Linked DNA regions of Mus musculus: all the other regions are linked to region 1. The links are chromatin contacts, called in public ChIA-PET, HiChIP or PLAC-seq, Micro-C and promoter capture Hi-C maps. All regions are on one chromosome and are shown on one strand. Each heading gives the region's core, a stretch centred on a gene start, on an enhancer-like site or on the middle of the called end of the contact. The rest is flanking DNA. Distances are from core to core; before and after follow the strand shown. Region 1 holds the start of Dap3 (death associated protein 3). Region 2 holds the start of Pmvk (phosphomevalonate kinase). Region 3 holds the start of Sema4a (sema domain, immunoglobulin domain (Ig), transmembrane domain (TM) and short cytoplasmic domain, (semaphorin) 4A). Region 4 holds the start of Flad1 (flavin adenine dinucleotide synthetase 1). Region 5 holds the start of Lmna (lamin A). Region 6 holds the start of Mex3a (mex3 RNA binding family member A). Region 7 holds the start of Adam15 (a disintegrin and metallopeptidase domain 15 (metargidin)).

The links. Promoter capture Hi-C pulls out the DNA fragments that hold promoters and counts their contacts. Hi-C and Micro-C count contacts between places; a contact is called where the count stands out from the background. ChIA-PET counts read pairs in DNA pulled down with a chosen protein or histone mark. HiChIP or PLAC-seq counts read pairs in DNA pulled down with a chosen protein or histone mark. Capture Hi-C pulls out chosen DNA fragments and counts their contacts.
Region 2: a contact with region 1 is called in a promoter capture Hi-C map of pancreatic islet. The contact joins the promoter of Pmvk here to the promoter of Dap3 in region 1.
Region 3: a contact with region 1 is called in an RNA polymerase II ChIA-PET map of memory CD8 T cells, with 31 read pairs. The contact joins the promoter of Sema4a here to the promoter of Dap3 in region 1. A contact is called at or near these places in 3 of 115 datasets of contacts at active chromatin or transcription factors (memory CD8 T cells, microglia and thymic regulatory T cells).
Region 4: a promoter capture Hi-C map of embryonic stem cells shows a contact between it and region 1, with 2.0 times the contacts expected there. The contact joins the promoter of Flad1 here to the promoter of Dap3 in region 1. A contact is called at or near these places in 6 of 39 promoter capture datasets (embryonic stem cells, fetal liver, hippocampal neurons and 3 more), 2 of 115 datasets of contacts at active chromatin or transcription factors (bone marrow-derived macrophages and pancreatic cancer cells) and 1 of 9 other capture datasets (liver).
Region 5: a FOXA1 HiChIP or PLAC-seq map of pancreatic cancer cells shows a contact between it and region 1. The contact joins the promoter of Lmna here to the promoter of Dap3 in region 1. A contact is called at or near these places in 1 of 39 promoter capture datasets (pre-B cells), 3 of 115 datasets of contacts at active chromatin or transcription factors (extraembryonic endoderm stem cells, pancreatic cancer cells and trophoblast stem cells) and 1 of 9 other capture datasets (adipose tissue).
Region 6: a contact with region 1 is called in a Micro-C map of embryonic stem cells, with 5 times the contacts expected there. The contact joins the promoter of Mex3a here to the promoter of Dap3 in region 1. A contact is called at or near these places in 8 of 39 promoter capture datasets (cranial neural crest, frontonasal cranial neural crest, liver and 4 more), 1 of 484 Hi-C or Micro-C datasets (embryonic stem cells) and 4 of 115 datasets of contacts at active chromatin or transcription factors (bone marrow-derived macrophages, cardiomyocytes and embryonic stem cells).
Region 7: a contact with region 1 is called in a FOXA1 HiChIP or PLAC-seq map of pancreatic cancer cells. The contact joins the promoter of Adam15 here to the promoter of Dap3 in region 1. A contact is called at or near these places in 1 of 39 promoter capture datasets (hippocampal neurons), 1 of 484 Hi-C or Micro-C datasets (embryonic stem cells) and 1 of 115 datasets of contacts at active chromatin or transcription factors (pancreatic cancer cells).

Annotation. Positions count from the first base shown.
Region 1 is chr3:88,948,749-88,951,625 of GRCm38.p6, reverse strand. Dap3 (death associated protein 3) reads left to right here and starts at 1,344. Exons shown (of 13, transcript NM_022994.3): 1 at 1,344-1,758. The coding sequence starts at 1,756. It also overlaps a transcript of Ash1l not described here.
Region 2 is chr3:89,457,760-89,460,636 of GRCm38.p6, reverse strand. It overlaps Pmvk (phosphomevalonate kinase), which reads right to left and starts at 1,519. Exons shown (of 5, transcript NM_026784.3): 1 at 1,173-1,519. The coding sequence starts at 1,267.
Region 3 is chr3:88,454,373-88,457,249 of GRCm38.p6, reverse strand. Sema4a (sema domain, immunoglobulin domain (Ig), transmembrane domain (TM) and short cytoplasmic domain, (semaphorin) 4A) reads left to right here and starts at 1,489. Exons shown (of 15, transcript NM_013658.3): 1 at 1,489-1,702; 2 at 2,404-2,571. The coding sequence starts at 2,433.
Region 4 is chr3:89,410,403-89,413,279 of GRCm38.p6, reverse strand. It overlaps Flad1 (flavin adenine dinucleotide synthetase 1), which reads left to right and starts at 1,399. Exons shown (of 8, transcript NM_177041.4): 1 at 1,399-1,496; 2 at 1,900-2,122. The coding sequence starts at 2,036.
Region 5 is chr3:88,501,876-88,504,752 of GRCm38.p6, reverse strand. It overlaps Lmna (lamin A), which reads left to right and starts at 1,401. Exons shown (of 12, transcript NM_001002011.3): 1 at 1,401-2,005. The coding sequence starts at 1,650.
Region 6 is chr3:88,530,522-88,533,398 of GRCm38.p6, reverse strand. It overlaps Mex3a (mex3 RNA binding family member A), which reads right to left and starts at 1,453. Exons shown (of 2, transcript NM_001029890.3): 1 at 551-1,453. The coding sequence starts at 1,004. It overlaps Gm38618 (a long non-coding RNA gene), which reads left to right and starts at 1,519. Exons shown (of 2, transcript XR_867447.3): 1 at 1,519-2,042.
Region 7 is chr3:89,348,501-89,351,377 of GRCm38.p6, reverse strand. Adam15 (a disintegrin and metallopeptidase domain 15 (metargidin)) reads left to right here and starts at 1,350. Exons shown (of 23, transcript NM_001037722.3): 1 at 1,350-1,569; 2 at 2,751-2,860. The coding sequence starts at 1,491. Dcst1 (DC-STAMP domain containing 1) reads left to right here. Exons shown (of 16, transcript NM_029974.2): 16 at 864-1,159. The coding sequence ends at 1,115. It also overlaps a transcript of Dcst2 not described here.

The DNA of each region.
Region 1 (2,877 bases), core at 95-2,594:
ATTTGTTTTTAAATAAGCTAACTTACAAAGGGAACTTCCCCAAATGCAGGCAAACTCTTCCTGAACACTCTCCATCCTCGAATTATACACATATAAACAGAGCAGCTATAAACCAACAGACCATCTGGTCTTCAAGACCCAAAACATTTCTTTCCAAGTAGAAACTAACCAGTGACATTTATTAAACTTATTAACACTCAGATCACTATGTCATGTCTGCATATATTTCCGCCTTTCGAGAACACCACAGATCTTGTACAGGTAAACTACCCGCTGAAGATCATCTCCCTTGCTACTTTTGTCCCTTACTTAAACAGACATAAACTGGATCTTGGGGGATGCTCCAATCGGGCCTACTACACAAACTAACCTGTCAGGGGCACAAGCGACTCCGCCTCCACTCGCTTACTTTCCCGTCCCCCTCCCCCAAACCAAGAGCCCGCTGGTCAGGGACACCCCGTCACCCCGCCTAGAGGGACTTCCCGGTAAGCTCAGGATCCCTATCCCTGCTCTCCCTTCCCCCATCCTCACCCCGCTCTCCCGGAGGTCCAGGTCCGGGGGGGTGACAGCGGATCCCGGGTAGCCAAGGAGAGACTACTTGGGGCCTTCAAAGGCCTGCTCACACCGCACTACTCACCGTGCGAGGCCGAGAGCGCCGAGTGCAGGCAAGTGGAGAGAGAGAGGGTGGCAGCCTGGCGCCTCGGCTTCCCTGGCTCCACACTGTAACCCTTCCCGCTTGTCAGGAGGCGGCCAGCGGGTAAGCGGACCGGCGGAAACGCGAGAGAGGAGAAGCCAAAGGCGTAGGTCGGGAAAGGGGAAACCGAGAGAAGGCGGGTCCGGCAACCGAGACCGGGATCGTCTCCCCCCTCCGCAAAGCGAACCCAAAATGGCGGCGGGAGCGGCAGCGGCGGCGGCAGCGGCGGCGGCGGCGGCGGCTCTGGGGAGGGAGGGAGCGAGCGAGCCAGCGAAGGGCGCCGCGTGCCCCCCCTCCCGCCTCCCACTCCTCCCTCCGCGCGCTCTCCCCGCCGCCCTCCCTCCCTCCCTCCCTCCCTCCCTCACCCGACTCCGGCCGCGCAGCGCGCACGCCCGCCCGCACGCTTCCGAGTGGGTCCGGACTGGTCGCGAGCTGCGCCCTCCAACCACCGCCTCCGGCCGCCCCGCGCCGCCAGCACCGACGCGCTCGCTCTGGGGCCTCCGGCTCGCGCGCTCCCGACTCCCTCTCGGCCCTCACGCGTACCTTCCTTGGCGCGAGCCCGAGCCTCCTCCCTCCTCCTCCTCCTCCTCCTCCTTCTCCTCCTCGGCTCGCCTCCCTCTCTTCCCCGCCCCCACGGCTACCAACGGCAGCCACGGCTGCCGCCGCCTTCGCCCCCACCCCTCGAACGTGCGCCTCCCACAATCCCCCCCGCGGGACGTTCCATTGCGCGCCCCTGCTGGGGCCGGGGAGAAGCGGGCACGCCCGCGCAGACGAGGCTGGCCACGGTGACCGGAATGTTTTGAAGAGCGAGCGAAGGTACCTAGGCGCGGACCTCCTGGGACGGGCCACCGCGACGCCGAGGCTTGCTGCCCGCTTCCGGCCGCGGGGCGGGTGGCGCGGTGCCCCTCCGCTGGGCTGTGGTTGCAGCCGCGGCGACTGCGCGTTGGGTAGCTTCCTGCCACACGACCCGAGCTTGCTTCACAACTGCAGGACGGGTGCCTGGGATCCAGCCGCTGGCGGTGTGTGCGGGTCACCGGAGCAGGAGTCCTAGTGTTGGACTCATGGTAAGGGGACTGAGCCACACAGGGGATGCAATGATGAAGGAGGGAAAGGAGCGTGTATTTGAACTGCCCCGAGATAGGGAATGAGGGCAGCAGTGTCGGTGATCCTCCAAGAGGGCATCCTTCAGACCCGGGGCTGCGGACCTGGGACCGGAGGATGAACGGACAGAACGGCTGTTAATATGTTAATGTAGTTTAACCTTGTTAAAGTCCCAGAGGGTACCTATCCTCTGTGATGCTTGTGTGATCCTTGTGCACTTCTCAAAGATTGTGCGAACTCGGTTTGCAACTGGCAGCCTGATGTTAGAGCAGTGGTCCGCGCAGCCTTCCTAATGCTACGACCCTTTAGTACAGTTCCACATGGTGACTCCCTACCATAAAATTAGTTTTGTTGCTACTTCGTAACTGTAATTTTGCTGTTATGAATCTTAATGTAAACATCTGATATACAGGATATCTGATATGGGATCCCTGTGAAGGGTTGTTAGACCTCTCCTCGGGTCGCCACCCGCAGGTTGAGTGTGTGAGGGGATGAAACTATGCACTGAGATTTTATTTCTGGATTTGATCTTTTAGGCCTTCAAATTTTTCCAAGTTATTTATGAGATGCTGGTAGTAAAAATTAGCTAACCCCAAAATATACCTTCAGGGTTGGAGTATGAAATAATGAGATCATATATGTAAAGCAGAATTAGCTCCTGGGTACGGGGAAAATGCGGAGTATTATTGTTATCATTTACAGTGCTGTTGATGTTGATAAGATTTGTAGGTGTAATTGGTAGTTTGTGTTCTATTCATCTAAATTGCTAGTTAAACCAGACCTATGGCATTCATTGGCTGCTAGTATTTGTTTCCGTGTTGACATTGGATGAGTGAATTCAGGGCATGTGATGTTAAAACCCCAACGTTTGATCTACTCATTTTTAGTCTCCCACAAAAAGCAAAGCAAAATTTTAGAGGAATGGCACCTTAAGTTTCCTTTCTTATCTGTGAATTCTTACCTTTGTGATTCAGGGGAAATTTAAACATTACTGCGTTCCATTCATCTCCAGAACCCATTCAATTAATATTCAGTCTTTTTTTGGAATAGGGGTTAAATTGTCTTTTGAGTGGTTGTTTATT
Region 2 (2,877 bases), core at 270-2,769, 510 kb before region 1:
AGAATATTTTCTTATCACTTAAGAAAAATAAAAGGCTGGGGGAAAGGCGAGCCTCAGAAGCCTGACAGTCTTAGCTCAACCCCGAGAACCATGCTTTCTTAAAAGCTGAAGATGGGCCAAGTGTGGTGGCACATGCCTTTAATCCCAGTGCTGCTCTTCTTACAGACCAAGGCTCTATTCCCAGCACCCACATGAAGGCTCACAACCATCTGTAACTCCAGTTCTGGGGATCACCTGCCCTCTTCTGGCTTCCAAGAACACTCGCACACACCAAGGCACAAACCCACACCCATCACATAAACACATCTTTGAAAATAAATATCTAGAAAGGAAGGACAGAATGAGTGAATGGTGTTTCCAGGCAGGGCAGAGTGAGTGAACGGTGTCTCCAGGCAGGCCAAGCTGAATTTAAATCCTGAGTTTGCTACTTTATAACCCTAGCAAATTTAAAAATTTTAATACTAAAAATTCACCATGTTGTCCACTCTGGCCTTGAACTCCTACATGTATGAGCTCTCCCTGCTGCTGGACCACACACACACACACACACACACACAGAGACACACACACACAGAGACACACACACAGACACACACACACACAGACACACACACACAGAGACACACACACACACACCAGGTTTTAGCTCCTAAGGGCCCCTGCTTCTGCATCTGTGACATGGGATTGCTAATACCACTATTTGGTAAAGAAGCTAAATAGGTTAAATGAGATGATATAGACGCACAACACCTGGCATAGAATATTCCATAAATTCCTGCCATTGCAGGGTGTTCTGGGCAGATTCTCTTTGCAGCAGACACACTCAGGACGTGGTCTTGAAAAAAAACCTTTACAGTCTTGTTAGTCTCCTTATCTAGGCCAGTTACCTCAGACCACAATCATCAAACAGGAATGGCACGTTGAAGGTGCCAGCATAGTAATAGTAGTAATTCATGTTTCTTGAAGGCAGAGCTACATCTTCATAGATCTGCAGTGGCAGTCCCCTAGTTCTTTGAGGGAGATTTGTGCAGGCTGCTGTTTTACTGACCGTGAGGGTCTGCCTTCCCCTGCCCTGTCATCCTGTCCCTCCTTGCCCTCCACGAGCTCCCTCCATAAAGCCCTCCATCACTTGCGGTAGCGCCCTTCCTCGGTTTCCCTGCACCCGCGGACACCTGCTCTTCAGCCTCTCGGTCACGAAGTCCTTCCCGGATTTTCTCTTCCCGCTAAACAGCAGCACCAGACGCGGGGAGGCTCCGAGCGGGGCCATGGTGCCACCAAGCTTCACCAGGCCTAAAGCTGACACTTCGGACCCCTGAAATGCAGCCAAGCACGAAGTGGACCCGCTCAGTAGAAGCAAAAAGGAGGAGGGATCCCACTCCTTCTCCACACTACACAGCCCACATCGAAACCAGCGCGCAGAGAATGGGCGTAGAAACTGGAAGGGAAAGAGCCTTGCAGCCTAGTATCTAAGTACCTTTCCCGCCCCCCCCCGCCCTCCCCCCCCTGCGCAGCACGCACTTAGAACAGTCCACGCCCGCCCAGATGTGACGTCATGGCCCCGCCTTCTCGGCTGACAAGGTGAGCCGAGAGTGACGCTGGAAAGACTAGCCTCAAGTTCCCTTCTACACAACCGGCCAAACATAAAGATAAAGAAAAATAGTAATGTTGAAGGCATTTTCAAATCTGCCTTTTAATTTGTACGTTATAACTCATGCTCTAAAGCAAATATGTGTTTGCCCCGCACTAAAAATAGCTCTTTCCAAAGAAGTAACCAGACAATGACATGATAGGGTGTGTTTCTTGACGTCATAGCGAGGGAGGGGTTTAATGAACAGTATGCTATTTCACTGTTGAAAAGGTTTTGTAACTGCTGAAGCCTCCAGCTGGAACTAAGTGATCTTTTCTTTAGCCGCATACTCCTCTCCAAAGCTTTTCAGAATCTCGAAAAAGAACATTGGTGACATTAGTAACTTAGGTTAAGGAGTTTTGACGCCACTCTGAACAAGATTACCCAATTTCCTCCGGAGACCAACATCCAGCCAGAAGTTGAGAGGCAAAACTAAGAGTGTTCTGACACCTACTTACTGTTATCTGTAGATATAAATTGCTGTCCTACATTTTTCTAAGCTTATCAAAATAAAGCCTGCAGCCTATGACTGCCTCCAGTGTATAAGACTGCAAAGTCTTGTGAAAACCAAAGTGAAACGTAAAGAAACTCTTAGGAAAATCATTTCTTTGCGTATTCGAAAGAGGCTTCGGCGAAGAGATGACTCCGCAGCTAAGAGCACTGGCTGCCCTTGCTGAACACCCACCTAGCCGCTCATAACCAGCTGGAACTGCAGTTCCAGAGGACCTAAAGCCCTCCCTTAGCCTCTGTGGGAACTGCATGCACGAGGTACACAGACATACGGGCAAAACACATAAATCATTTTAAAATAAAGAACAGGAGTGGTCAGGTACAGAAAGAGTGGACCGGGGAGGATCGCCAGAACTGAGGATGTCTGTCTGTTGATAGAGCCTCTGCCTAAGCCTAGGTTTGAGGGCCAGCACTGAATAAACTAGGTTTAGTGGCAAGTGCCAGCCAGCACTGGAAATGGAAGCAGACAAATTCCAGGCCAGCCTGGGCCATAAAATAAAATAAAATAAAATAAAATAAAATAAAGAGAAGGAAGTGAGAGGCTTGGTAAACAGAGGAAAGCAGAACTGTACAACAAAATACTTTGTAAACTTTAAAGTATCCACTCACAGCAGACTGTTTGTTTTAAGCACTGTGATTTCACAGTTTGTAAGTCAGCACATTGTCCCACCTCTGTGCAATAAATATTTCTCTGGGTCCCACCGAAAGCTGGCTCTCACCAGGCCAACGAAGCCTATATA
Region 3 (2,877 bases), core at 240-2,739, 490 kb after region 1:
GCCAGCCATGTAGGGAGAGCTTCCGAATTAGACAGGTCTGAGGTAGATGGATGGACGTCAGGCTGTCCAGTCACCCCTGCTGCACTTCTGTTCTCTGTGCAGCAAGACTGTAGTGGAGCCTGCCTGCTGAAGTTGGGAAGCCTGAAGCCCCAAGTGTGAGCTTCTCACATTGTCCGAGGGCCTGGGAGAGCACTTGGTCTCCTGAGGACGCCCAGGGACAGGAAGAGAGTAAAGAAGGATGGCATTGGAGCTGCTCCTCTGGTCACAGCTCCTCCCTGTGACCCAGATAGGCCAATCTGTCTCCAAAGAGAGGCCCTGAGGTGGTGGCTTCCCAAGCCTGATCTAGAGGTCAAGGAGACTCAGAAGTTTGTGTCAGCACAGGGAGATTGGCAAAGTCCTCACAGTGAACGGAGAGCTTGGGGGGGGGCGGGTCTTAGCAAGCTTTGACAGATGAAGCCATCAGGAGGGTCTGTGTGAGCCCAGCTCCTGGGCCACACTGGAGAACGGAAGCAGAGGGGAAAGCATGAAGGGAAGGCCAAGCAGGCTCTACCGAGGAATGCTTTCCGTCTAGGAGCTGTAACTGGAAGGGTGGAGGACAGCCTACAGTGGGGACCATCCTGGCAGTGAGGATGGTGTTTACAGTGAAGATAGGGTATGTCCTGGAGGTAGACCAGCTTGGGTCACTGTGCTCTTTAACCTGAAGTCAGCTGACCCGGGAGAGTGGGCAGCAGCCCAACCACTCTTTATTGGCCTAGGAGCCCTTGGTTACTCATTAACCCTGCGTTATGAGGTCTTCCTGGAACCTTTGGGGAGGAGGAACCAGCCACCATGCCAGCTGGGTGCTTCAGCTCCAAAGCGTATCCCAAGAAGCACGCGTTCAAATGGGGAATTTCTCCAATTTCCCACTGAGACGTCAAATTACTAGGGCTTCCTCAGCAAAGTCATAGGGAAAAACCAAAAAACTAATACAAATGTAGGATTTTTATTTATTTTTTATTTTTTTGATACGGGGTTTCTCTGTATAGCCCTGGATGACCTGGAGCACACTCTGTAGATCAGGCTGGCCTCGAACTCAGAGATCTGCCTGCCTCTGCCTCCCGAGTACTGGGATTAAAGGTATGCCTCGCCACCATGCCAGCTTTAAACGTGTTATCTTTCAAGAATGTGGTCCTACTGGGTGTGGGAGGTCGGGAGGTCTCAGTATGTGGCAGTGGGGGAACCCCACAATGGGGTCAGAGAGAGAAGGAATAGGAGAGAGACGGTGTCATACCGAGCTCTCTTGAGCAAGAGGAGTCTGCAGCTTGGGCTGGTTAGACTGGAAGTGGTGTGCGGGAGAAACAAGGGCATCACTGAACTGGCCGGGAAGGAACTCTTAATTTCTGGATAGACTAAGGAGGGAGGGAGGTGTGTCTCCTGCAAGGCCTTCAAGCCTCACCCCCACTCCCACACTCCACCAGTCTCCCCGCCCTGATCCACCAACTTCCGCCCAAGCCAGCCAGGATCTGTCACAACTCGAGGTAGAAATTCTGGTTTCCCTGGCCTGAAACCCACACTGGCTCTGGCAGGATGGGTGCCTGGAGGGCCGCGCGCCCGTTCCAGCCAGGCTGAGCCTGCTTGCCTTGCCTGGACCCCCTTCTTTGCCTCGGATGGCACCCTGATTCAGGGTTTGAACACAGGACTTCTCAGTGTGGCTGGCTCAAGGGTATGTGAGATGAGGCGGGGGCGGGGGAGGGGTGTGAACCTGCATTCAGTGGCCATGGGGGAGGCTGATTGCGGAGCTCTGGGGAGGCAGACAGGGGGGCTGGAGAAGTTGAGAGTCTGCCAAGGACTCCTGCCCAGGCCACTCCCAGGAAATACAGAGGGCAGCCCCACCACAGTGGTAGATAAACTGGCACGCCCCTATCCCTAAGAAGAAGGCTAGATGGGCCCGATTAAGCAAGAGTCAGAGCCCCTGGGGGCTGAGGAGAGGGTAGGCTGTCTGCCTGGGTTGGGGTGAGTAGCGGGCATAAGGTGTCACAGCACAGGCCAGCCTGGGGAAATCTACCTTTTGCATACAGGAACTAGTTCCCTAGAAGACCTTTGCCCAGGGCCAGAGATGATCAGAGCTCTGGAGCACGGGGCCAGGAGATGCTGAGGGGGCAAAGTGGAAAGGAATTTTTCTGTGAGTCAGGTGAGAAATGGCAAGGTAGTTTTTTTAATGGTTAGGTGACCAGAGGCACAGCGTGGGCCACAGCAGCACCCTATGCAGAGGGCAGCAGGAGGCACCTTCAAGGCTGGGGATGGATGGAAGTGAGACTCTGAGGGCCCTTCCAGAGAGGAACTTCTGCCCCCTGGGGCTCTCCTATTGGCCCTCAGGAAGGGTGTGGTAAGCATGGCTAACCCAGAAAGTGCCTGTTTCCTCAGAACCATCTGGTGACCATCTCAGGCTGACCATGGCCCTACCATCCCTGGGCCAGGACTCATGGAGTCTCCTGCGTGTTTTTTTCTTCCAACTCTTCCTGCTGCCATCACTGCCACCTGCTTCTGGGACTGGTGGTCAGGGGCCCATGCCCAGAGTCAAATACCATGCTGGTAAGTGTCTAGTACCTGGGAGGTATGGATGGCACCATAGAGATGAAGGGGCTGAGGAAGGAGAAGGGTGTGCCAGAGGGGACGAAATGGCACGAAGAAACAGAGATGCCAGGGAGCCTGGGAGGGGCTGGGAGAAGAAGAGGCCACCTGAGGCACAAGTTGATCTGTAAGGGAAGGAAGGGTCACTGTGACCCTTTTCTGCCAACTCAGTGGTTTTTCTTTCCCTCAAATGTCAGTCACTAAGCAAGGAGCCTTAAACTCCTGACTGCTTTTTCAGTACCAGGAGCTGGAAAGCTAAAGCTCGCT
Region 4 (2,877 bases), core at 150-2,649, 460 kb before region 1:
TTGTGGTTTTAGCATGCCTCCAAGTCACAACAGAAAATCCCAGGAGAAATGTAGATGTCAGACCCCGTCCAAACCTACTGGGTCACAATTTACATATCGTAATATCTAGGGATAGCGAGATGGTTCAGCAGGTAAGAGTAAGACTCCGCCACCCAAATTGGGATAGATCCTAGGCCCCACATAAAGGTGAAAGAAAAGGGACTCCAGAAAGTTGTCCTCTGGCTTCCATTTGCATGCTGGGACACTGCTGTCCTTCCTAGTCATACAATAATAGTAAAAGCTTTTTTAAAAAAAAGAAAAAAAAAACCCAGATGATTAAGCTATTTTTCCCCAGCAAAGCAAAGGGTGGAGGGGCACTGAAGTAGGAATGAAATGTTGTGAGTACCCAAAGTGAGTCCAAGGTACTCCTGCGTACCCCTCTCTCCAGGGACCCATCATTGGGAAGTGATGTTCTGGAGGCAGGTGGGGCAGGAAAGGGTTTTTACATTTTAAAGTCAGAGAAGCTTAAGTAGTTTTTCCCTTTATATTAGAAACAAACGAAGGTTCCACACCCTGCAGCTCACACCTCATTGTTAATGCTAATAACATCTTCACCTTCCCCACGCCTTTAATCCCAGCATTTGGGAGGCAGAGGCAGGCGGATTTCTGAGTTCGAGGCCAGCCTGGTCTACAGAGTGAGTACCAGGACAGCCAGGGCTATACAGAGAAACCCTGTCTCAGAAAAAAAAAAAAAAAAAGAAAAACCATCTTCACCTTCTCAAATTTAAGAGGCAAAGCCAAGCGGTGGTGGCCCACGCCTTTAATCCCAGAACCTGGGAGGCAGAAGCAGGAGGAGTTAATAAACCTGGTCTACAGAGCGAATTCCAGCTACACAGAGAAACCCTATCTCGAAAGAGGAGAGAGGGGTAGAGACAGAAAGAGAAATGTGATGCAATGAAGTGTAGTAACACATGATTTGAATCCCACCACTCCCCAGGCAGTTCGAGACCAGGCTGATCGGTTTAAACAAGTTACTTCCCGGGCTATATACTGGGGCTCTGTCTGAACTGTTTTTTAATATTTGAATGAAACAGAATCAGACCTTCATTTTCTTCTAGTACTACAAAGCAGCACCCGACAGTCCCACCCGACAGTCCTTAAAACACCTCCCAATATTTTCCCTTCGAGTACCAGAACACTTTAAGTCCCGCCCTCCATGGGCTAAGGCCAGGCCCCTATTTTTACTTCCGGACAGTGATGACTACATGGTGTTGCCAATAACAACTTAGCATTTCCTCTAGCTCCGCGATGAGGCGCGTGAGCGATTGCCGGTTAGACCAATAGAACCACTGGTAGGAGTGAGCGACAGCCAAAATAACCAATCAACATGAAGCATTGTAAGGCGGGACTTTGAGTACGGAAGCTGTCCTAGGACATGCGGAAAGGAAAGAGCGAATGACCCTGTGCAGGGGGCAAAATAGAGGTGGGATGATACGAGATCAGTGATCTGAAGCCTGGTGAGAAAAAGAGATCTCGGGATAGAAAGGGTGCAGAAGTAGGTTGAGCCCTGGTCATTGGCGGAGGGAGGAAAGAAATGCATTTAAAGGGACCCTAAGGCCCAGAATAAGGTAGACATTTAAAGGGACAGGTGATCCGAAGAGAAGAGACATTTAAAGGTGCAGATATACCCAAGATAGGGCAAATTTTAAACCTGCTCGGCAGACGGAGATATCTAAAGTGGTAGGTCTTGGGAAAACATGGCACTTTAAAGGAATAGGAATCGAGACGTTTTTAGGAACCTGGGGCTTAAGAGTATGTTAAAGAGGCCGGAGTAAGGGTGACTAAAGAAGATTGAGCCTTCCTTCCTCTAGGAAGAAGGTACACTCCTGACGTCTTCATTGTCCTTTCTGGCTCTTCCAGGTTCCCTCAACCCCGGAACTCAGGGTATGGCCTCCTGCATCCTGTAGACCTGGCGGCCTCTCAGTACATACGGCCCCAATTTGGGGTTCTGAGTGGCTACTGGAAAGCCTTGCAAAAGAGCACAGAGGGCAGGACCATGGCATCTAGGGCCTCTGAACTGCCCCCAGGATCAGGGCGCAGCGTGACAGCAGGCATCATCATTGTTGGAGATGAGATCCTTAAGGTGTGTCTGGAACGGAAGAGGGGAAGAGTGTGGCATTCTATTGTCGTGGACTCTTTACGGTGAAAGGAGGGAAACCGGAGTAGGAATCCCCTTTCTTGCCAAAGTCCGGCCCTGGAGTGAGTCCTAACACATTGGAGGAAAAGTGACCCTTCGGTTGAGTGTTTCTGTTGAAAGATGGGTAGTAACTTTCCTACAACTTGCTACGAAGTATGACTGGGGGCAGAGTAGCCACATAACAAGTGACAGGTGGCACAGCAAGTAGAGGAAGCTCAGCAGGCTGGATAGGCGAGCTAGAAGGAAGGTAAGAGAAGAAAGGACTCTATTCTGGACGGCCAGGGTGCTGTTAGAGGATGTGGCAAGCATGGGTTGGCAACAGTAATAGTTACCCTGATCTTTTTTAGTGTCTACCAGAGGCTGGTCTGCACTTAACTATATCACATGTGGCCTTACAAACTTCAAAAATTCCATGAAATTGGGGTTTTTATTACAGATCTCTATAAATTATGAAACAGCCTCAAGGAGGTTAGGAAACTTACCCCAGATCACAAGCCTACAAAGTCCTAGGAACAAAGTGATACATGCCTTAACCTCCAGCACTTGGGAGACAGAGGCAAGTGGATCTTTGTGAGTTCGAGGCCAGCCTGATCTACATAGCCAGTTCCAGAACAGCCAGGGCTACACAGAGAAACCCTGTCTCAAAATAAATTAAAAAAGGAAAATAGTGGAAGAGATAGGATTCTAGCCCAATTCTTCCT
Region 5 (2,877 bases), core at 152-2,651, 450 kb after region 1:
CGAAAAACCAAAAAAAGAAAAAAACAAAAAAACAAAAAAACAAACCCCCCCCCCACCACCAACAACAACAACAAAAAAAAAAACAAAAAAAAACAAAAAAAGCAGCAGCAACAACAAAATCTCTTAAGAGTCCCAACTCAAGCCCACTGCCTGGACCTGCAGGAACTGCAAGCTAATCAGCAATGGACAGGGGAAAGCACATGGCAAAAGGGGAAGGAACATGGCAGAAGGGGATGCCAGGGCCAGTAAGGCTTAGGCTAGGGTTACAGGAGAGGATTAGACAGCTGATCGGGAGTCTTTGATGGAGGCTGGAGACCCCGGGACATGGAACCAGGGGACCAGGTTACTGTATTGGGAGATCATCTAGTCAGGGCCCACCCAGAACTGGCTAGACAGGCATGCAGTGGCTGAGGAGGGGGTAGCTTTGCTGTTCTTGCTCACACCGTTTAAGATGGAACCAGGATGGAGACCCTGCATTAACAACCCTCTGACCCCGTTCCTCTTTTCAGGCCCTTCTCGAAGCCACAAAAATCTGGAACCTGGTGTCCTGGCCATGTGCTGAATGCACGCACAGCACAGCTCTGGTATCTGTTTTAAATTATCCATTAAAATAAGTACAGTCCTGGAAAAAAATAAGTACAGTCTTGGATTTGGTTGGGTGGAGTGAGCTGAAGAAAGGGGCTGAAACGAGGGATTTCAGCAGCCCCTTTTTCCAGCTGTCTAGGTCCAAATGAAAGGGGAGGGGGGAGTGGGCGGGGCCAACTTCTGGCTTCTATTCTTGGCCTTCTCTTGGGGACTGAGGCTTATTTCTTAGATCTAAAACCCAATGTTTGGTTTTAAAGCCAAAAATATAAGGGAAGTGCATAGGTTTGGGTTTTGTTTTTTGTTTTTTCCCGAGGTCCTTGATCTTTGCCCCCAAATTTGAGGGCATAAAGTAATCCCTCAGTTACCTAAAAACACAGCCATTCCTTTGCCATTCCACTCTCCTGGATTGGCCGCTTCTGTGCGCGGGGGAGAGGTGACTCACTATTACTACTGAGGAAAGGGGAGCCAGTGGTGGAAGTGGGGTGAGTCACTGATGGGCAGCAGCTTCAGCCCTCCCCCCAACTTCCTTGGCTCTCTGGGGATGCCTGATCCTCTCCCTCACTTTGCACCTACTTCCCCTGGTCCCTCACCACTACCCTTTGCCCACCCACTCAAATTCTTTGGCTCTGCTCTTTACTCCAGAAGGCCAAAGGCAAGCTTAGAGTTGAGTAGGCAGGAACCAACATTGTGAAGCCCCAGGCCAGAAAGGGGTGTTCTGCAGAGTGAGGGTTGGCATGCTGGCTCCTCCTCACCATACCTGCCCCCGCCCCTTTGGGTACAGGATGGCTCCTTTAAGAGCAGTGGATCCACCCCCTGTAGAGGAGGGCCTATTAGAGCCTCTGCCTGGCTGTCAGTGACTCAGTGTTCGCGGGAACGCTGCCTCAGCCTCAACACCAGCCAACCCAGATCCCGAGGTGCGCCAGCGCCCAGCCCAGATCTCCACGCCTGCCAGGAGCGAGCTTCGCCGGCTCGCTGTCCCCCTGAGCAGCCTCTGTCCTTCTGTCCAAGTCCCGCGCCCTTCTCGGGACCCCTGCCCAGCGGGCAGCACTGTCACCCTGCCGGCCATGGAGACCCCGTCACAGCGGCGCGCCACCCGCAGTGGGGCGCAGGCCAGCTCTACCCCACTGTCGCCCACTCGGATCACCCGGCTGCAGGAGAAGGAGGACCTGCAGGAGCTCAATGACCGCCTGGCCGTGTACATCGATCGCGTGCGTTCCCTGGAGACCGAGAACGCGGGGCTGCGCCTTCGCATCACTGAGTCTGAAGAGGTGGTCAGCCGAGAGGTGTCCGGCATCAAGGCGGCCTACGAGGCCGAGCTGGGGGATGCCCGCAAGACCCTTGATTCTGTGGCCAAGGAGCGCGCCCGCCTCCAGCTAGAGCTGAGCAAAGTGCGTGAGGAGTTCAAGGAGCTGAAGGCTCGGTGAGTGAGGCCCGGCCGGCCGGCACCAGGGAGGCAGCAGTCGCCTGTAACTGGCCATCTAGTCCCCTCCCTCCCCGGAACTGCCTCCCGCGGGTGACTGGCAGTGCCAAGGGTAATAGACATGATAGGACATAGAAGGGAGGGGGTCTCTGTGAGAGGGTGGGGGATATAAAGAGTGGTGGGGGCATTGAGACCAAGTAGCGTTGGTGACAGGGCCTATGCTGTCAAGGTGGGATTTTTCAGTCATTTGGAGCTTGGGGGATGGGCTTGAGGAAGGTAGAACAGGCTCTACCAGGTCTTGGAACTCCCGAACGCCGCCCGGGACACATCAGAATGGGTGAAAGGGTTTTATTAGAACTTTCTTGGTAGGTTTGGCACTTTGCCAATCTTGCCCAACGTGGCTCTGAACACATGATGTCCACTAAGACATAGCGCCCACACTGACATTTGTCCAGTGGTACTGTAATGGAGTTACCAAGGCTGCATAGCCCCTTTCTCCCATGGCTGTGTAAGCACGGCCTTCTCCTGGTTCTTTCTAGGAGCTGAGAATGTCTGGAGCTTTTCCTAGACTCTCAGGCCCACCAGAAGCACACCAGGAGATCTGCTCCCCCGCAGCTCCCACAGCCCTTGGCCTCCCTGGTCGAGGAATGCAAGGGAGGGTGGGGAGGGAGACCGGGCACAGAAGCTAATGGCTCTGGAAATTCTGTTATGCCTGAGTCGGGGACACCCCAGTCTGGGCCCTCTCTGTTTGGTGACTTAAGGGTTTTGGAAGCTCTGTCCTTTCCTTGCTCAGCCAGCGAGCCACTTTCATTTTTCTAGTCAAGCCAGACTTTACTCTGGCCCATCCTCTGAACTGTTGATGTCTTGATCTT
Region 6 (2,877 bases), core at 204-2,703, 420 kb after region 1:
TTGCCAAGGGCTCCCTCATCACCTCTCCCCAGACTGGGACCCTCCCCTGGGCCACACCCCCTTTCATTCCTACACTCAGCCCAACAAAGAGGCAGCTCTTCAGTCGGGCTTCGTGGACTAGGTCTCCCTCAGAGTCCCCAACTCCAACAGCAGAAGGTCCCAGGAGTGCCCCCTCCCCAGTATACAAGCAGAAACTAGAGTAGGGGCTCCCAAGTAATTGCACATTCCGTCAGTCCTTCCAGCCAGGAGCCGACACCCCCTCCGCACAGACCCTGGGATTGGGAGGCAGCTCCCCCTCCCCTTTCCTCTCCCAGTTCCAGGATATTTCTTTGTCTACGGGCGGAGCCCCAGGGGAGGAAGGGTCCCGAGAGTCGTCCCGACTAGGGGTAGCAGGGAACTTTGTGGCACTTGGAATCTGGGCAGGGGGCGGGGCCCCCTTTGTCGGGAAGGGACAGAGCCAGAGGCGCGCAAAGAAGGAAGCGATGAACTTTCCGTGCCGGGGACAGCAAGCCCCCACTCCAACCCTCGCAGTGTCCAGACGCCCGCTTACCTTGCCTGCCCACGATCTCGGCCACGTGCTCGGAGGTGGGCACGGGAACGCACTCCGTGGTGTTGCTGCTGCCCTTCAGTCGCAGCTCGGCCTCTTTGTAGAGCGCGCAGAGCTTGGCGTCGTTCGCCCCTTTGGGGGCGGTGGGGGGCTGGGGCGTCTGCGCCGCGGGGGCCGCGCTCGGGGCGGCCGGGGCCGCCGCGGGCGGCGGCGGCGGGGCCGGCTGCGGGGGGGCGGCCGGCTGCGCGGGGGCGCCGCCCCCCCCACCTCCCCCGTCCTCGCCCGCCGTGGGGGCGGGGGGCTCCCCCAAACCCAGGAGGCAGAGTTGATCAAGAGCCAGCTGAAGGGCGCGCTCGTCTTCCAGCAGCCCTCGGTCCTTAGCGCTTCCCCCGAAACATCCTAGTTCTCCAAAGCCCCCATTTCTTTCCATTATTCCAGATACCACTAGACTAGGCATGGCGAAACAAAAGCTGGGGGAGAGAGGGAGAGAGAGAGGTGGTGGAAGGGAGAAGAGGAGAGAGGAGGGGAGGGGAGAGGAGAGGAGGGGGTGTGTGGGGAGGGGGAACAAAGAGCTGGGGAGGGGGGAAGAAAGCGAGATAGAAAGATAGACCCACCCCTAAGCCCCCCTCCCCAAGCACCCTGTAACCTGACTCCCCTCGCCCCAGCCCCCGGGTGGGGGTGGGGGAAAAGAAGCAAAACCAAGAAAGCAGATCTCCTCTCGCTCCGGGGTGACGGGGTGGGGTGGGGGGCTGCGGGCCCTAGCCCCCACCCCTCCGCCTCGGACCCAGAGTCTCTACCCTCCGCCGAGCAGACGCCCCCTTAGGTTCCCGCACCGAGCCCCAGTCCCGGAGCGTCGCTCAGTGGCCCCCAATAGAGCCCAGCCCCTTCCAGCGCTCAAACTCTTTTGTTTTAAATGAACTGGATGGAGCAGCATGGAACTGACGGGAGGGGGGCGCGCCGGGGGCGCCCGGGGCATGCCGGGAGTTGTAGTTTCCCGCCCTCGGGCGCGGGGAGGAATTCCTCAACCCGGGCAAGAAGGGGATTGCGCCCCTCGGGCTCTGCCCACTGGTCACGGGAAAAGCCTCGGGTGGGTTGGGAGTTGTGGTCCGAGAAATTTTAGGAGCTGGCAGTATGCGGGAAGGGAGCGGGTGTGGAAAGGCGTTTCTCCTCTGCCCGCGGGTCCCGGGCCTCTTTCTTATGGTAATGAGGGCCGGGGCGGAGCGGCCTCGTGGCTGCAGTGCCCTCCCTCCTCCCGCGCGCGATCGCGGAGTCCACGGGCTCGGGCCTCTGGGAGAGAGCTGGTGGAGCAGACAAAGCCCGCGGCCGCTACAGTGGGAGGAGCAGGTCTCTGCGCTGTGTGGGGGCCAGGAAGGGGCGTTCGGTTGGGGGTGGGACCCCCGGTAGAGGATGTGGTTCCCTCTCTTCTCGGAGGTAGCAAGCCCTTCCCCCTCCCCCAGCCCCCCAGTTCCGGGATCTCAGAGGCCACGACTGGGAGGTGAGTTAGTTCGTGCCCCCGTGGTCCGTGCAGTGACCCGGGGAGGATGAGGAGGCGTGGAGGGAGAGGATGGGGGTGGGGGCTGATCCGGGAAGCCAGAAGGGTCCTAGAGGCTTCGTATGGCTTAATTTGGAGCCTTGAACCTTGAGTAACAGGAGTGAGATTGGGGGCCCCTGAGAACCCAGGTTTTTTATTTTTACTTTTTTAGACCTGAGCCTCGAATATAGTGGAGGAAATCTTTTGTCCCTTAGGACGGTCATTTCGCTGTTTCCTTTGCCTCCTTTATAAACCAGTAATTCAGCCCTTTTAACCCTAGAAATATGGCGAAAGAGATCATAAATAAGCTTTTAAGATTTGACTGTTAAGAGGGGAGTTAGAGTGTACTGCATTCTTTTCTCTTTCTTTCTTTTTTACTTCCCCCCTACTCTGTATCTTCTGGTTTTTGTTTTTGTTTTTCTTTCAAGAGAGGGATGGGATCTAAAGGTCTTGTGGTCAGGCTCAAGGAGTCACCTCCCCAAGTTGGATCACAGTAGATGGGTATGCTGGGTGGGTAGGAGTCCCGCCCCTGCCCGAGGGGTTTCCTTTGGGAAATCTGAGCTAGTCTAGAGGAAAAGTTTTGCATGAAGGTAGGGCAGTAGATTGACAATGGGGATGTCAGGAGGCACAGTGAGGCCAAAGGCCAGGAGGGCTGAGCTCAGGCCCGGTCCTTATAAGCTGATTTTTGGAAAGTGCGTTTGCACAGCATTTGGGAAGGCTGGAGTCTGAGCTGAGTGGTCGGTGGGTATGAGAGTTGTGGCTCTCCCCCTTCGGTATAGATGGTGAAGGAGAACTTTGA
Region 7 (2,877 bases), core at 101-2,600, 400 kb before region 1:
CCTGGCAACTGTATGAAGAGGGTATTCGGAAAGTGAGACTGTGGAATGGCCACAAAGCTTGGGACTTGGTTCCTGCCAGGTTTGACTCAGATCTGACTTAGGAAAGTTACACCATCTTTCTGAGATTTTTTTTGGGGGGGGGTTGAGTTTTTTGTTTGTTTGTTTGTTTTTCGAGACAGGGTTTCTCTGTGTAGCCCTGGCTGTCCTGGAACTCACTCTGTAGACCAGGCTGGCCTCAAACTCAGAAATCCACCTGCCTCTGCCTCCCAAGTACTGGGATTAAAGGTGTGCACCACCACCACCCGGAGAGATTTTTTAAAAAAGACTTAATTAAAATTTGCACTTATTTAATGTGTATGGGTGTTTTGCCTATGCATATGTCTGTGTCCTCATGGGTGGCTGGTGTCCAGGGAGGCCAGAAGATCATCCAGTTCCCTGGAACTCAAGTGACAGGCAGTTGTTAGCTATGTGGGTGCTGGGATTCAAACCTGGGTCCTCTGGAAGAGCAGTCAGGGTTCTTAACCACGGAACCATCTCTCCAGCCCAGTAAGGTGTAAATTGTGCCCTCCTCCCTTCTAAGCCTAAGTACCAAATTAAGCCGCTCCACAGGTGTACAGAATTGTTGTGGGTCATCCTTGGGAGTAAGTTTGGGCACGCCAGGCTCCGCAGCCCATCATGGAGAAGAAGACTCTTTCGATTTATCTCAATATCGCCCTCGAGGGCTCTTCTTGTCTACCCCAGCTTCCTCCAATATAGCATTGTCAGGCCTTGGGACTTCATACATTAAGAGCTGCCCAGTGCCCCTGACAACCCTTTCTGCTCAGCCCACTTGGCATTAACCAATCCACCTCATCTTCCAACAGCCCCACTACCTGGTGGAGGCTCTGTATCGCCGGTGCCCTCTCCTGCACCGCTTCATGCGTCAGCGCTGTGTGGTGTGCCAGGCAATGGAGACGCCGGATTCCTACGTGTGCCCCACACCAGACTGCAAGGCCCTGTACTGCCGGTCGTGCTGGGACGACATGCAACGGCTCTGCCCGGTGTGCACGCCCCGCGAAGAGCTCTCGTCATCCGCCCACAGCGACAGCAACGACGACGCTGTGTATGGCGATTGAAGGGATGCTGCCCGCCTTCTTGCTTAATAAAGTGTGATGCACGCTCCTGCGGCTGGTGCTTCGCAGGCATCCGGGATTGGGTGAGCCGGAAGAACTGGCCCGCACAATCTCCACGAAGCCGGGCTACAGACGGGAGGCAGGATGGAGGGAAGGCGCGAGTCTTGTGGTGTCCAAACCCATCCCGGTAGCTGCCGGAAAGAGGCTGCGCTGAGCGGCAGGGGCGGAGCCTCAGACGGGGCGGGGCGGAGCCTCAGACGGGGCGGGGCGGGGCCTAGTTGCTGCGCTGCACCGAGCTGGTGTCCGGCGGGGCCGTGGCTGCTCCTCCACGCGTAGCCCCGCACCTGCTGCCCCAGTCCAGCCCGGAGCTCCGCGGCCATGCGGCTGGCGCTGCTCTGGGCTCTGGGACTCCTGGGCGCGGGCAGCCCTCGGCCCTCCCCGCCGCTGCCAAATATAGGTGAGTTCCCAGGACAGTGGGTCGAGGGGATGATTTGGAAAGAGGTACAAGGAAACCCGGAGGCAATGGGGTGTTGGGGTCTGCCGGAGCCTAACCAGAGGGCAGCCTGCGTGATCTGCGGACCAAAGCCTAGGGCCAGGTAATTTGGAGAACGAAAGGAAGAGGAGGATGGGGAGGAGGAGGAGGAGGAAGAGGAGGAGGGAGGATGGCGTCCTCTGTCCTGAAGTCCCGAGTTATCCCTGCAGACACTTTTGAGTCTCAGGCACTGAAGAGCGTGCGCGGGGGGTGGGGGTGGGGCGCTCAGATCATGGAAAGAGTCACTCCTTAGGACTGACGTCTTCGTCTCTCTAGTGCCTAGCTGACAGTTCTACTCAATGAAGTGCCCGGACTAGCTAGTGGGGTTTTAGTGAAAAGGATTATTTTCAGCCGTTCATTCCAGACCTGGGCGGCCAGCACCGCTCACTCGGGTGCGGTTGCCACCAGAAGCCTGGCGGAGCGGGAGGGGCCCGGAGGAGCCAGGGGAGGGAGCTTTCGCCAGGAAAGAGACTGGGACACCAACTCCTCCTTGGAACTTTCACTTCCCGCTGCTGTCTTGGGCTGGGGGCCGAGAGGGTAGGCGGGGGTGGAGTGTCCGGAGAGGAGAGGGCCATTGTTGGGGGGTGCTGGCGGAGGAAGCGGAGGCTGTTGGGAACGGGTGCGCCTGACTGGGCATCAAGGCTGTTTAGGGAGGTCAGAGTGTTTGCACTGCTCACCCAAAGATGGGTGTTCCCGGCAGGCATCTCTACTGTGAGGGAAAAGGAAGGGCAAGTGGGCACTAGGCCACAGACTTCTCTTAGACCTAAGAAAGGGCATTCCTGATTGGGTGGGGAGTGTGATTGGGAAGGGATGGGAACAAGGGAGGGCCCCCGTGAAAATCTTGGGATTGGCCAAAGGGAAGGCAAGGAGGAGCTGCAAGCTGGATACTCTGAACTTTGGGGACTTATGGGTGAAATCCGTAAGTTGGGGAAAAAAAAACCCCTCCTTCCCATATCCTCCTTTAAATCCTGGCACACACTGCAGGACCGCTTAAGTCACTGATATAGCCTTCTGTGCTGAGGGTCGGTGGGTCTGAGGACACTAGTGATTCCAGCCTTGCTAGGGATTTCCTCAGCAATCTCTTAGGATGTTCTGGGACCCTGCAGGAGGCACTGAGGAAGAGCAGCAAGCCAGCCCAGAGAGGACGCTGAGTGGATCCATGGAGAGCCGGGTTGTTCAGGACAGCCCCCCAATGAGCCTAGCAGACGTGCTTCAGGTGAGGGACAGCCTGCT